5 separate regions of the Sus scrofa genome follow, and all the other regions are linked to region 5. A link is a contact called in public Hi-C and HiChIP or PLAC-seq data. All regions are on one chromosome and are shown on one strand. Each heading gives the region's core, a stretch centred on a gene start, on an enhancer-like site or on the middle of the called end of the contact. The rest is flanking DNA. Distances are from core to core; before and after follow the strand shown.

Region 1 (2,700 bases), core at 133-2,632, 140 kb before region 5:
GAGGCATTTGATTTTATTTATTCTTTTGGCTTTGAGTTGTAAGTCTTTAGGAGGCTTATAGAAAAGCTGGGAAATACACCATGGTTTTTTTTTTTTTTTACACACCCAAGATTCCATGTTTCATCAAGGTGTTCAAGAAACTAAAGACATGAAACATGAACAAAACTTGACTTCTTATTTGCAACGTGAAATTATTCAACTTTTGGTGTACTTTTTTCTACTCTTTTGCGCTTGATGATTCTCTCCTCTAAATTGACGTTCACAGTATTTTATTTTTAACTGAGGAACACCATTTTATTTTTACCACCGCATTCTTCCACCTTTCCCCCAGCAACTCAATATTATTTGAGTTCCTTGAGTACTTAGAATGACTAACATCAGTGATTTCTTTGCCTTTGTTCTCTGTTACTCTTAACAGCTACTGATTTTTTCAGGTGTTTGTTTTTTTCCTAGTTTATCTGTTTATAAAACACATTAAACAAACTTCGGAAGTTACCCTCTTGTCATGCCTCTATGTTCTTGTAATTCCCACCGCCTGGATTCCAGAGGGGTCTCAAGTGCTTTGTGAGGCAGGTGAAGATACGTCATACCTTCAGCCTTATCTTTCCTGGTCTCTGTCGTTGCAATTAAACTCCACAACTGTCATGGCTGTGCTTCTGAGTAGGGACAGGACTCCCTGGCGAATACAAGAGGGAGCTTTCAGGTATGGGTAGAAGAAGGCATATCTCTTTTTTTTGTTTGTTTTGTTTTTTTGCTTTTTAGGGCTGCACCCGAGGCATATGGAGGTTCCCAAGCTAGGGATCGAATCAGAGCTGTAGCCGCTGCCTTACACCACAGCCTCAGCAACGCCAGATCTGAGCTGCATCTGTGACCTACACCACAGCTCATGGCAGTGACGGATCTGGAGCCACTGAGCGAGGCCAGGGATCGAACCCTCATCCCTCTATGCTAGTCTGATTCATTCCTGTTGCGCCACAACAGGAACTCCACCAAGGCTTACTGTCTCTGTTGGTGAGAGACAGAGCCTCGCTGCTTGTTCTGATGTACATTCTTCCTTTTCGCTTCCTTGGGAATCGCTGATGTAGAAAAAGGGAAGAGGGGAGTTCCTGTCGTGGCTCAGTGGTTAACCAACCTGGCTAGCATTCATGAGGCAGCCGGTTCGATCCCTGGCCTTGCCTAGTGGGTTAAGGATCCTGCATTGCCATGAGCTGTGGCGCAGGTCCCAGACGCGGCTCGGATCCTGAGTTGCTGTGGCTGTGGGTGTAGGCTGGCGGCTGCAGCTCTGATTGTACCCCTTGCCTGGAACCTCCATGTGCTGTGGGTGCTGCCCTAAAAAAAAAAAAAAAAAAAAAGGAAAAGGGAAGAGGAACCAGTCCTTCTCCTGCTGCTTCAGCTGTGACTTCAGCTTTGGAAGGGTGGCTGGAAAGCTGTCTGCTTGGTGCTCCATTGTCCTCTGATAGGAAAACCCAGCTCCTTTGTACTCTGGACACATTATAATGAGAGCTTGTCCAGCCATTTACTTGATCTTGCCCACCCTTGGCAGGGTGCTTTGAGTTAAATACAATTATGTTTTTGTTTTATGCAATGCTGTCTTTAGTACTTTCAGATGAGTCTAACCGAAACACTGAGACGCTTTATAAATTCACATGGAAAGTGCAAACCTCATCTTGTTTAAAACCAGACATCTGGCAAATCGAACTGCCTTTGTGTCTGTAATTCTAATTGTTATGTTCTTTTAGTTGGCTTTAGAAACGCTATGACAAATCTAGCCTTTTAGTTTCTTGATAGTTAAACTCAACAGGGAACAGGGCAGGTCCACAGTTATTTTTCAGTGACACACCCTGGCCACTGTCTTCCCTTCTCCATCTGCCCACATCCAACTAGGGGCCTCTCAGCTGAAGCAAAGTAGTTACTTACAAAAGCCCAGTGGAGCTCCGTAAAGCAACCTTCATAAAATAAGCAGAGCAATAGTACCATAGCAGGAGTTCCTATCATGGCTCAGCAGAAACAAAATCTGACTAGTATCCATGAGGACGCAGGTTCGATCCCTGGCTTTGCTCAGTGGGTTAAGGATCTGGCGTTGCTGTGAACTGTGGTGTAGGTCGCAGATGCAGCTTGGATCTGGCGTGGCTGTGGCTGTGGCATAGGCTGGCGGCTATGACCCCTAGCCTGAGAACTTCCATATGCCTTGGGTGCCGCCCTAAAAAGACAAAAAGAAAAAAAAAAGTTGTATGGTAGCAGTCTCTCTGCAGTGTGCTGTTTTTAGCAGAGACCAGGACCCAGAAAATAGTTCTCAGCTCTGATGGGATAGGAAGGATAGGAAATCTGCATTGTTTTCCTGTCATCTTTTGCTATTCCCCCCCCCAAATCAGTCATACTCTAATTTAAATGTTAGTTTTACATTACATTCCAGGACCAAATATAAGTGATTTTACGCTTGTCTTCTATTTTGGGGTCTTCTAGCATTGCCCTGTCTTATTACTGAGGATTATGAAGACCTTCTTAATAATAACATGACAACCACAGTGACTAATGTGTATCCAACTTAATTACGTGCTAGATGCTCTACGGAACATTTTATTTACTTCTAAGATGATTCTGTGGATGAGTTTTATTAGTAGCCCTGTTTCACAGAAGAGAAAACGGAGAGTTTAAGGGTTAAATGTGACATGGTTTTCACGTGGCAAAAACTAATACCAC
Region 2 (2,700 bases), core at 163-2,662, 180 kb before region 5:
GTTCACAGCTGATAGACCCTGGTCAGCTAGTAAGGATGGGCTGACACCTGGAGAAATCGAAACAGCTTGTCCTTTTCTCTATCCTGTTTGTGTACGTTTTTACCACCATGTAACAGTCTCTCTGAGGATACGTGTTTGGTGACCTTGATATAAGTGTAGATTGTTCAGTGCATTTGGTTCTTGAAAAATAATTTTTGCTGGAAAAATACTCTCATAAGGGATAGGGGACTTTAAAGTTGTTTCAGTGCTCGTGTTTATTTTTGTTACTTTGTCCTGTTTTGGAAATGGTGGGTCTTGTACTTTGCTGTTACCCATGTGACCTGATTGTTTTCTGGGACCTTGGCAGACCCATGAGAAGACTTGGGGTCAGAATCTTCCAACTTGAGAGGTGCAGGGGAAGGCACTACTTGCATGTAGCTCCTGAACAATGAAGGAATGAGATTGTAGTTGGAGATGGAAGATTGTTGGGCCTGTATTTTGAAACTTGAATATCTCAGTGAGACATAGGAAGAAAGCTATATTTTGTGACATGTTGTCTTTGTGAGTATTGTAAAACCTGTCAGGTGAGTTTAGTTAGACAACCTACCTGATCCTAAGCGCCAAAAAAGTTTGAATAGGAAATGATGGAGCACGCTTTACTATTGTAATATCCTCACACATTACAGAGGTTTAAGAGTATGTCATCAAAGAGACAATCTACCAAGAGCCTTGAGAGGCTGGAGGAAGGAAAAGGCCCACCAAGTCCCTTCTAGTTCACCAGGTAGTAGACCTGACCAGTATTTGAGGTCAAAATCATACGTGGGCGTTCCCCTCCTGGCTCAGCAGAAACGAAATCTGACTAGTATCTGACGTGAATGCAGGTTGGATTCCTGGCTTTGCTCTGTGGATCAAGCATCCAGCGATGCCTGAGCTGTGGTGTAGGTCGCAGACCTGGCTCTGATCTGGTGTTGGCTGTGACGTAGGTCAGTGGCTATCCCTCTGATCCAACTCCTAGCCTGGGAACCTCCATATGCCGAGGGTGCAGCCCTAAAAAGACCAAAAAAAAAAAAAAAAAAACCAACCATGTACCAAGTGTTCATTTGCCTTGAAACACAAAGACCTAAAAAGCCTTTTCTGAAAAAATATTTTTTTTCGGATGACCAAAGCCCCTGTAAGTGCTAATAAAAAAAAATCATAGATTTCTTTTGCAGTGGAAAAAAATTCATCATGATTTCGTAATTTATTTTTTGAGATTATTAAGATATAAGACTCAAAAATTATTGTGCAGGTTTTAAAAAGAATTGAAACCAAGCAAGTATGATTTTTTAAAAAAGTCCCATTGCCCCATTGCGAGTGCCCCCCCTCCTCCAGGGGGCAGCAGAGATGCCCAGAAGAAGCTGGAGATCTCGGCGACTCTAGAAAAGCCGAGTTGGTCCGGGCACTGCCGGCGCCAGGCGCAAGACTGCTGCCCGAGGGGCGGATTGGAGGGGCGGTCTGGGGCCTGGGCAGAGAAAGAGGCGTAGAGGTGAATTCACAGATAAGCTTTTATGGACACGCTCTCTGCCCGCCGGACGGGAGGCGGGGTGGCAGCCGGATTAAAGCAGCAGCCTGGAAGGAAGGAAGGAGCGAGGGAGGGACGGGAACAGTTGGAGGAGGAGCAGCGAGCTGGGCTGCGGCGACTGGAGGAGGCGCGGCCCCCGCGAGGCCACGTTTTGTTTTTGTTATTTTCCAGCGAAAGAGTTCTCACAGGCCCTCGCTGAGTACCGATCCCGCCGAAGCTCCGCGGCCCCGACCTTCCAGGTGACAGCCGGTCACCCTGGTGGGAGTCAGCTCCGCCCCAAGTCATCCCCTCCCGCCCACAGCCCATTCCCCGCCCAGCCAGCCTCCCAGTGCCCGCCCGGGGCGAGCACGGCGGCCGCAGCGGCTCTGCAGCGCTGGAGCGGACGGCGACCTGCGGCGGCGCGGGGCCCTCGGCGTGGTCTTCCGACCCAGAGGAGTCGCGGACGAGGAAGGGGAGGTCCGGCCCTCGGCGCAAGCTGGAGAAAGGAGGATGACGATTTAACCCGCCCTCTCCTGCCAGTCCTGTTGCCTGGCGCTCCTCGGGTGCCCGCCGCCGGAGCCTGGGAGCCGCGCCCGGGGTAGTGCCGCATGGGGCAGGGCCGCTGAAGCGCGGAGTTCGGGGTCTCGCCAAGGCGGGCGCAGGGGCCCGACGCTGCAATTGGCACAGTTTCGGCGCGCTTCAACGCGAGAGCTGGGCGCGCGGCACGCCTATCCGACCGTCTCGGTGCCCTCGGGAGGTGCGAGTTATGGAGCCCCCCAGCTGCATTCAGGATGAGCCATTCCCGCACCCTCTGGAGCCCGAGCCGGGCGCTCCTGCACAGCTGGGCCCCGGGAAACCGGGCGACAAGCGGTTCCGGCTGTGGTACGTGGGGGGGTCGTGCTTGGACCGCAGGACCACGCTGCCCATGCTGCCCTGGCTAATGGCCGAGATCCGCCGGCGCAGCCAGAAGCCCGAGGCGGGCGGCTGCGGGGCGCCGGCGCCCCGCGAGGTGCTCCTGGTGCTCAGCGCGCCTTTCTTGCGCTGCGTCCCCGCGCCGGGCGCCGGGGCCGTGGGGGCCTCCTGCCCCGCGACCGCTCAGCCCAACCCGGCCGTGTTCATCTTCGAGCACAAGGCGCAGCACATCTCGCGTTTCATCCACAATAGCCACGACCTCACCTACT
Region 3 (2,700 bases), core at 128-2,627, 210 kb before region 5:
TTCCCACTGTGACACAATGGGTTAAGGATCCCACGTTGCCATAGCTGTGGTGTAGGTTGCAGCTGCGGCTCGGATTTGATCCCTGGCCCGGGAACTTCCATATGCTGTGGCTGTGGCTGAAAAAGAAAAAAAAAGAATAGCGCTGAGTATTTCTGTTCTGCTGACAGAAATAAGGGTTATTTTGTTCTTTTTGCAGGAAGATACACGTACATGCCATGTAGAAATTTCACAATCGGAAATTTCAGTCTAGAAATAGATGCTTTGGAATAAAGCCACCAATATGTAAAAATATTTGCAAAACTGGCTAACCGTTCATCCAGTTCCTGTTGGGGCATACAGGAAGACTGCATTTCCTAGCCTCCCTTGCAGTTAGGTTGGGAGCTTGTGATTGGGTTGTAGCCAGTGAAATCTGTGCAGAAGTGCCCCAAGCCACATCCAGTCTTTGTCATAAATCTTTCCTTGTCTTCCAAGCTCTCTGCCATGTTGGCTGCTGGAAATGAAGGAATCTGAGGTAGTGAAACCATAAGATGAATCCCTGAATTACGATTGGAGGCCAGCTCCTCGTGCTAGCAGCCTGATTTTGCACCAGGCAGTGATGTGAGCTAGAAACAAACTTACTGTGGTAAGCTGGTAAGATTTTTGGAGTGTTTAAACTTGAGCCACACAAGATATTTATATGAAGATATTTATTGTACCATTTCCAGTGGCAAAAAAGCAAAATAAAGGAAAGTGAATAGCAGTCAATAAAGAAATGGTGAATAATGCCATATCTGTTATATCATACACCTGCCATTATCAATATGTATTGACAACAGGTATTATCCATATTGCTTTATAAGACTAAAAATGCATTCATATATATTTGAATTCCATATATAGTGGAAAATTAAGAAGTAATGTCTACTAAGTTATAAGCATTGGTGAAGAGGATCAGTTAAAATTTTATTAAGTCCATTGTGCATTATAAAAAATATGTATCATGGTTTTAAAAAATACTTGATTAAAATATTTGCTTTTAAGTATGCTTTTGAAAATTTCTTAAAATATTTGTTTTTAAGTATGCTTTTGAAGATTTCTTATAGTTCTTACGGGGTGACGTTTTCTTATTTTCGCAAATGTGTAGTATTTAGAAGCAGGATTTTTTGTGAACCCTGCCCCCAAATGAGGATAGACACACCGAAAACGCATCAAACGTCGGTGTCGCTGTGCTATAGACATGGTGACACCCCCCCCACCACCACCCATGCCCCCAGCTGGGTATAACATTTTGCGTGGCATTACTGCAAGAGACTTCATTTCTACTTCCTCTTCTGACCCTCTGTGTTGGGAAGAGAGCTCTCTTCACATCCTGTCAGCATTTCCGCAGGTCTCCTGTGTGAATCCACTCTCTGAGTCCTCTGCTCGGCAACACAGTGCTGTGGGAAGCGCAGGTCCACTGCTGGTTGCTGTCCCCTCCACCCCCCACCCCGCTCCCCCCAGCCCTCCCACCGCCCCGGGTACTCAGATCCCATGAAGAGTGAGCGCACTGGTCCTGCATGCTTCCCAACTGCCCACAGGCATATCCATTACCCCCCCTCTGCCCAGTAGCACATTAAACCTTCTGGGATTATGAGAAAATGAAGTTCCCTTTCCATCCCTCCCTCCATCCCGTGGGGTACCGACGTCATTGCCCCTCCCCACCCCATATTAGAGGCGGAACCTGCCCGCCCAATCTGAGTCCAAACCACACTTGCCTTCCCAGACTGCACTCAGGATCTCTCCATCTTCCACCCACCCAAGTGTAACACCCACTACTCCCCCGCTTCTCCCACCTACCCCCTCCCTCATTTGTAGTATGTAAGGTTATATGCAAAGAGGCCCAAAGTAAGCCCCTGGCTCAAACAATGGGTGGTGGATTTGATGAGAATTTATTTATTTATTTATTTATTTATTTATTTATTTGTCTTTTTAGGGCCATACCCGTGGCATATGGAGGTTCCCAGGCTAAGGGTCCAATTGGAGCTGCAGTCACCAGCCTACACCACAGCCACAGCAGCACTAGATCCGAGCCAGGTCTGCGACCTACATCACAGCTCATGGCGAGGCCAGGGATCAAACCTCATGGTTCCTAGTCGGATTCGTTTCCGCTGCGCCAAGAACTCCTGATGAGAATAAATTTAAATTGCATGTTTATCTTTTGAATTTAAAAGGCAAGCTGTTTTCCTAAGTTTTGTACTATTCTCTTTGAGAATGTTTATTTTGCTTCTTAGGAATTTAATGAGTTTCACTGGGCTGACCTGGGAATTAACCACTGTTTATAGCATTTCTGTGGGAAAATGTGTTTCAAGTATCAAACACTTGACCTAAATGTAAACTTTTGGAAAATATCATTCTCAAGTTGGATAATATGTTAATGAACATTTAGTTTCCAAAAACAAATCCTTTGCCCCCAGCTCATCAAGCAAAACCCAGATATTTTCATACATTCTGCTCTTCAGACAGGTTAACATACATGTCAGATTTATGTGGAAAGAAGGCAAAATAGTCTCATTAATTAAATTTTTGGCTTTTTAGGGTTGCACCCGCAGCATATGGAGATTCCCGGGCTAGGGGTTGAATCGGAACTACAGCTGCCAGCCTGCACCACAGCCACAGCAACACAGGAACCGAGCTGCATCTGCAATTTATACCACAGATCACAGGAAAGCTGGATCCTTAACC
Region 4 (2,700 bases), core at 72-2,571, 230 kb before region 5:
AGAGCAATATTCCAAGAGGAATGAGCAGCACGAGCAAAGGTGTAAAAACTAAAAGACAGTTTAAAGGGATGGGTCCAGCCTGAGCACGAGTGGGAAAGCTCTTTGGGACTCTGTTGTGCGATGCCTTCAGTGCTAAGGGAAGGGTTGGTAACTAGTTCCTCAGGCAGTAGACATGACCGGTTTTTGACCTGTGATATTAGATTTGGTCAATTTATATGTAGTGTTTAGAGTCTAGCCTCTGGATTGGAGCTGAAAAAGGCCATAGGCAAGAAACTGATTAGGAGGCTGCTGTAAAATTGAAGGCAAGGTTTTTTAAGGTTTTGAGTAGGTTAGTGACAGGGAGATTGAGAAGAAATGAGTAAGTGTCAGTGGCATTGGCTGAAATAAAATCTTGAGCACCTAGCAGTTCATATATGTTTTGAATAAGGGAGAAAGAAATCCAAGCTGACAGAATTTTCAGACCCGAGTCACTTGGAACATGGGGGTCATTAGTAGACCTGAACTTTGGATAAAAAACGTTTTGAGGGAAAATTGATACTTGTTTCATGCTGCAGGGCAGTTGTCCTGTGTACTTTCTAGTAGTGAATGTGTTTAGTGGGAAAGGCTTTCTTTTCTGTATTATTTTTACTGGAGACCTTAACACTAACCAAATAAGAATTTTTAAATCGGTTTTTAGGGCCACACTTGCGGCATATGGAAGGTCCCAGGCTAGGGGTCATATCAGAGCTGTAGCTGCCGGCCATGGCCACAGCCACAGTCACAGCAACAACAGATCCGTGCCGTGTCTGCAACCTACACACAGTTTACGGCAATGCTAGATCTTTAACCCACTGACTGAGGCCAGGGATTGAGCACACATCCTTATGGATATGAGTCAGGTTTGTTTCTGCCACACAGCTGGAACTCCCAGAACAATTTTTATTATTTGTATTTGCTAAAATTTCAGTGATCTAATATGGTTCAGCTTATACAGTTTTGAGAATTCATTTTTGATAAATCATATGCCATAGTAAGTTTATTAACAAAGCTGTTTTCGGCTCGTTGTGTTTGCTCTGCTTTAGTTATCTGTTGCCTTGTAACAAAGTACCCCAAACTTAGTGATTTAAAACAATTGTTTAATTATCTCTTATGAGTCTCTGGGTTAACTGGGCTTAGCTGGATGGTGGTTTCTGCTCCTTGTCACGTCAGCTGGGGGCTTGAGACATCGAGGAGCCTTGTTGGGCTGGAAGTGAAGAGGGCTCACTCACATGCTAGTGATGCCCTGGGCCACGTGAGCTGGTGATTGGAGCACCTTGGTTCTCCTTGACACAGCCGCTCCCATGATGGTGGCTGGGTTCCAAGAGGGAGTGTCCAAGAGCCAGCATCTCATGAAGAAGGAAGCACATGCTTCCACTTCTCTTAAGGAAGGCCTGGAATCAAAGATTCTAGAATACCTCTTCTGCCATAGTCTACTGGTCAAATAACAGGGACAGTTCAGATTCTTGCTCTACTGCTTTTTTTTTTTTTTTAGAAATTAATTTTTTTTTTTTTTTTTTTTTTTTTTGGTCTTTTTGGCATTTCTTGGGCCGCTCCCGCGGCATATGGAGGTTCCCAGGCTAGGGGTCGAATCGGAGCTGTAGCCGCCAATCTACGCCAGAGCCACAGCAACGCGGGATCCGAGCCGCGTCTGCGACCTACACCACAGCTCACAGCAACACCGGATCCTTAACCCACTGAGCAGGGGCAGGGACCGAACCCGCAACCTCATGGTTCCTAGTCGGATTCGTTAACCACTGTGCCACGACGGGAACTCCTTTTTTTTTTTTTTTTTTTTTTTTTTAAAGGGACGCAGGCATATGGAAGTTCCCAGGCTAGGGGTCGAATCAAAGCTGCAACTACCAGCCCACACCACAGCCACAGCAAAGCGGGATCTGGGCCTCATCTGTAACCTACACCACAGCTCATGGCAACAGTGGATTCTTAACCTGCTGAGCCACAACAGGAACTCTCATGACCTACTTCTTGATGTGAGAAGGGAGGTGTCCATACAGAAAGAGGTGGAAGTACTTGTTGGAGGCTATCTTTGGAGACAGGTTACCACATACTCCAGAAGGTATTAGCTCAACAAATACTTATTTGAACATTGACTTACTAGAACATCAGATAATGTTCTAATAGATTTAGGAGTAACTAAAATCCTCTGCTGTCTTAGAATTTGCATTTCCTTGGCGACACAGGTAATGAGTAAGTAAATCTGATAATTTTAGAAACTGATAAGTAAAGTTCTCCTTGTGGTTCAGTGGAAACGAACCCGACTAGGATCCATGAGGTTTGATCCCTGGCCTCGATCAGTGGGTTAAGGATCCAGCGTTGCTGTGAGCTGTGGTATAGGTTGCAGACACAGCTCGGATCTGGTGCTGCTGTGGCTGTGTTGTAGGCCAGCAGCTATAGTTCTCTTTCTACCCCTAGCCTGGGAACTTGCATATGCCACAGGTGTGGCTCTAAACAGCAAAAACAAACAAACAAAAAACCTGATAAATGCAGTAAAGAAAATCAAGGCATGAATGAAGTTGCCATTAAACAAGATGAAGGCTAATGACTTAGCAAACTTTGTCCACGTATGCTAGAGCTAATATGAATTCTCAAGTAAAAATTTGCTAATAACTCATGCCATGATAAGTTCCTGCATATATAAAGTACTTAGCATAGAGTATAGCACAG
Region 5 (2,700 bases), core at 39-2,538:
CTTTATCCAGGATACATAACAAAGTGGGTTTGACTATATTGGAATGTGTGTATCAGCTACTTTCTGAAGCATCATAATAGAGCATGTCACTTGCTGTCTGTTTAGTAGCTCAAAGGTATGTCCCTTTCTTTCTTTCTTTCTTTCTTTCTTTCTTTCTTTCTTTCTTTCTTTCTTTCTCTTTCTTTCTCTGTCTGTCTTTCTTTCCTTCCTCCCTCCCTCCCTCCCCCCTCCCTCCCTTCCTTCCTTCCTTCTTTCCTTCTTTCTTTGCTTTTCAGGGCCGCACCTGTGGCATATGGAAGTTCCCAGGCTAGGGGTCCAGTTGGAGCTGTAGCTGCCAGCCTATGCCAGAGCCATAGCAATGCCAGATCCAAGCTGCGTCTTTGACCTATACCACAGTTCACGGCAACACCAGATCCTTTACCCACTGATCGAGGCCAGGGATCAAACCCTTATCCTCATGGATCCTAGTCAGGTTTGTTAACCACTGAGCCATGAAGGAGCTCCCAGTATGTCTTTTTCTTAACCTTAATTTAGCTAACCCCAAAGCAGTAGTTTCAGAAAATACCAAGATTAGAAATAACTGAATTACCTGATAACTGTGAGTGTGGATACACAAAATAAATAAACATATCACAGACGAGGGCTGAATTGCTTTTCTGACTTTTGGTTGCCTCCGCCCTAGTGAGTTCCTCTGGGTACCTGAGCAGGGCTATGGCTTTTCCAGCTGAATTTCACTTCTGCCCTAACTACGAACACTTCCTGGCTCCATCAGAAGTTCTGTGCCTTCACTCATTGGTGTCATCTCCTGTAAATATTATCTTCATCATTCTCTCAGGAAAGCTCAAAGGCTTTAAAACTTAAAAGAACCCAGCATAGTGTCCTTGAGGATTCAGGTTTGATCCCTGGCCTCATTCAGTGAATTAAGGATCTGGCATTGCTGCGAGCTGTGGCATGGGTCACAGATGCAGCTTGGATCTAGCACTGCTGTGGCTGTTGTATAGGCCTCAGCAGCAGCTCTGATTTGACCCCTAGACCAGTAGCTTCCATATGCTGCAGGTACAGCTCTAAAAAGAAAAACAAACAAACAAAATTTACAAAGGGTAAAATATTCCCACCACAAGTAGCAATAGTCATTGCATGGTATTTTGACTGCTGATAGTGTTGGTTTCAAAAGTAAGTTTGAGTCATAATGACCTTTTTTTTTTTCTCCCCCAATGACCTTTTCTTGCAGATAGCCCCAGTGTCATTTAGAGTGCTCTTTCCTAGAAATGAAATTCTTAGAGCAGAGCAGCATTTCTGCATGTTTGTTTTACAAAGCACTAACATAGAAAGATGTGACATCCCCAACTGCCAACCCTTCTGAAAAAAAAAAAAAAAAAAAAAAAGGAAGGTGATTCTGGGGTCAAATAATTTAAGTTAGGAAATTTCTGTATACTATTTCCCTTTGGAGAGTCACAATACATGCCAGCGTATTACAATCTCTAGGTAGTCTTGCTCTAAAGAAATCTGTTTAATTATTTTATTTTATTTTATTTTTTATTTTTACAGCTTCCCCTGCAGCATCTGGAAGTTCTCAGGCTAGGGGTCAGTTGAGAGCTGCAGATGAGGCCTACACAACAGCCACAGCAACACCAGATCCAAGCTGCATGTGAGATCTATGCTGCAACTTGCAGCAAGGCCAGATTCTTAACCCACTGAGTGAGGCCAGGGCACAAACCCATATGTCACAGAGACAAGGTTGGGTCCCTAACCCACTGAGCCACAACAGCCATTAAAAACTTTGTGTTTAATATTTTAAAATGTAACCTATCCAATCTTATTGGCCACACTTTTTTCTTTAATATATCACCTCACAATAATCCCATGGTTGGAGTTCCTGTGTGGCTCAGCAGGTTAAGGATCTGACACTGACAGTGCAGTGGCTCAGGTCGCTGCTGTGGCGTGGGTTAAATCCCTGGCCCGAGAACTTCTGCATGATGCAGGTGCAGCCAGAAAACAGAAATAATAATCCCAAGGTTGACCATTCTGCCTTTGTTCAGGTTTCTTTCTGTCGTGATTCAGCTATGGGTAGGTAACACTTTGGAGATGGTTAACAGTTACAGAAGACTAGAAGCTATCTTGTTAGCCCATCCCAAAAGAGCTATACGAAAAGCTCCTCAGGAGCCTTTCTTGAAATATTTACATTGTTTTGAATATACTACTAATTTTAGGTTTTTTTAGCAAAGCATGGATTCATTAGTTAATCAGCCTTTACTCATTTTTTTTTCTTTTTTTCTTTTTTTTTGCCTTTTCTAGGGCCGCTCCCTCGGCATATGGAGGTTCCCAGGCTAGGGGTCCAATCGGAGCTGTAGCTGCTGGCCGACGCCAGAGCCACAGCAACTTGCGATCCGAGCTGCGTCTGTGACCTACACCACAGCTCATGGCAATGCCAGATCCTTAACCCACTGAGCAAGGCCAGGGATCGAACCTGCAACCTCATGGTTCCTAGTCAGATTCGTTAACCACTGTGCCACTACGGGAACTCCAGCCTTCACTCCTTTGTATAAATACTACTTTTGCTCAGGTTAGAACTTGGAGTGGTGGGCTGCTGTGGAATGAGTAGAAACAGGTGAGCTTCTGATGACTGAGCTGTGGCCTGGACCGCATCTGTCCCAGGATGCGGTGGCCTGGGTGACCAGGGATGCAGTGCTCCATGGTGCC

The links. Hi-C and Micro-C count contacts between places; a contact is called where the count stands out from the background. HiChIP or PLAC-seq counts read pairs in DNA pulled down with a chosen protein or histone mark.
Region 1: an H3K27ac HiChIP or PLAC-seq map of alveolar macrophages shows a contact between it and region 5. The contact joins two enhancer-like sites. A contact is called at or near these places in 1 of 47 Hi-C or Micro-C datasets (embryonic fibroblasts) and 1 of 2 datasets of contacts at active chromatin or transcription factors (alveolar macrophages).
Region 2: a Hi-C map of alveolar macrophages shows a contact between it and region 5, with 2.9 times the contacts expected there. The contact joins the promoter of TBC1D4 here to the enhancer-like site in region 5. A contact is called at or near these places in 2 of 5 promoter capture datasets (fetal liver and liver), 18 of 47 Hi-C or Micro-C datasets (alveolar macrophages, blood, brain and 12 more) and 2 of 2 datasets of contacts at active chromatin or transcription factors (alveolar macrophages and skeletal muscle).
Region 3: a contact with region 5 is called in an H3K27ac HiChIP or PLAC-seq map of alveolar macrophages. The contact joins two enhancer-like sites. A contact is called at or near these places in 2 of 2 datasets of contacts at active chromatin or transcription factors (alveolar macrophages and skeletal muscle).
Region 4: a contact with region 5 is called in an H3K27ac HiChIP or PLAC-seq map of alveolar macrophages. The contact joins two enhancer-like sites. A contact is called at or near these places in 1 of 5 promoter capture datasets (skeletal muscle), 9 of 47 Hi-C or Micro-C datasets (brain, embryonic fibroblasts, heart right ventricle and 4 more) and 2 of 2 datasets of contacts at active chromatin or transcription factors (alveolar macrophages and skeletal muscle).

Annotation. Positions count from the first base shown.
Region 1 is chr11:47,716,608-47,719,307 of Sscrofa11.1, reverse strand. All of the region lies in intron 1 of TBC1D4 (TBC1 domain family member 4), which reads left to right. Among named protein-coding and RNA genes, the nearest start is that of TBC1D4, 43 kb to the left of the region's middle. Within about 2 kb of position 1,382, at least 16 of the 83 cell types and tissues checked have an H3K27ac peak or open chromatin away from gene starts, as enhancers often do. A contact at or near this core is called in alveolar macrophages, where this site is marked.
Region 2 is chr11:47,759,640-47,762,339 of Sscrofa11.1, reverse strand. TBC1D4 (TBC1 domain family member 4) reads left to right here and starts at 1,412. Exons shown (of 20, transcript XM_021065670.1): 1 at 1,412-2,700. The coding sequence starts at 2,286.
Region 3 is chr11:47,792,533-47,795,232 of Sscrofa11.1, reverse strand. It overlaps COMMD6 (COMM domain containing 6), which reads left to right. Exons shown (of 4, transcript NM_001267850.1): 4 at 1-123. Among named protein-coding and RNA genes, the nearest start is that of COMMD6, 25 kb to the left of the region's middle. Within about 2 kb of position 1,377, at least 3 of the 83 cell types and tissues checked have an H3K27ac peak or open chromatin away from gene starts, as enhancers often do. A contact at or near this core is called in alveolar macrophages, where this site is marked.
Region 4 is chr11:47,810,127-47,812,826 of Sscrofa11.1, reverse strand. The region is part of intron 2 of COMMD6 (COMM domain containing 6); the gene reads left to right. Among named protein-coding and RNA genes, the nearest start is that of COMMD6, 7.1 kb to the left of the region's middle. Within about 2 kb of position 1,321, at least 3 of the 83 cell types and tissues checked have an H3K27ac peak or open chromatin away from gene starts, as enhancers often do. A contact at or near this core is called in alveolar macrophages, where this site is marked.
Region 5 is chr11:47,578,074-47,580,773 of Sscrofa11.1, reverse strand. All of the region lies in intron 11 of TBC1D4 (TBC1 domain family member 4), which reads left to right. Among named protein-coding and RNA genes, the nearest start is that of TBC1D4, 180 kb to the left of the region's middle. Within about 2 kb of position 1,288, at least 1 of the 83 cell types and tissues checked has an H3K27ac peak or open chromatin away from gene starts, as enhancers often do. A contact at or near this core is called in alveolar macrophages, where this site is marked.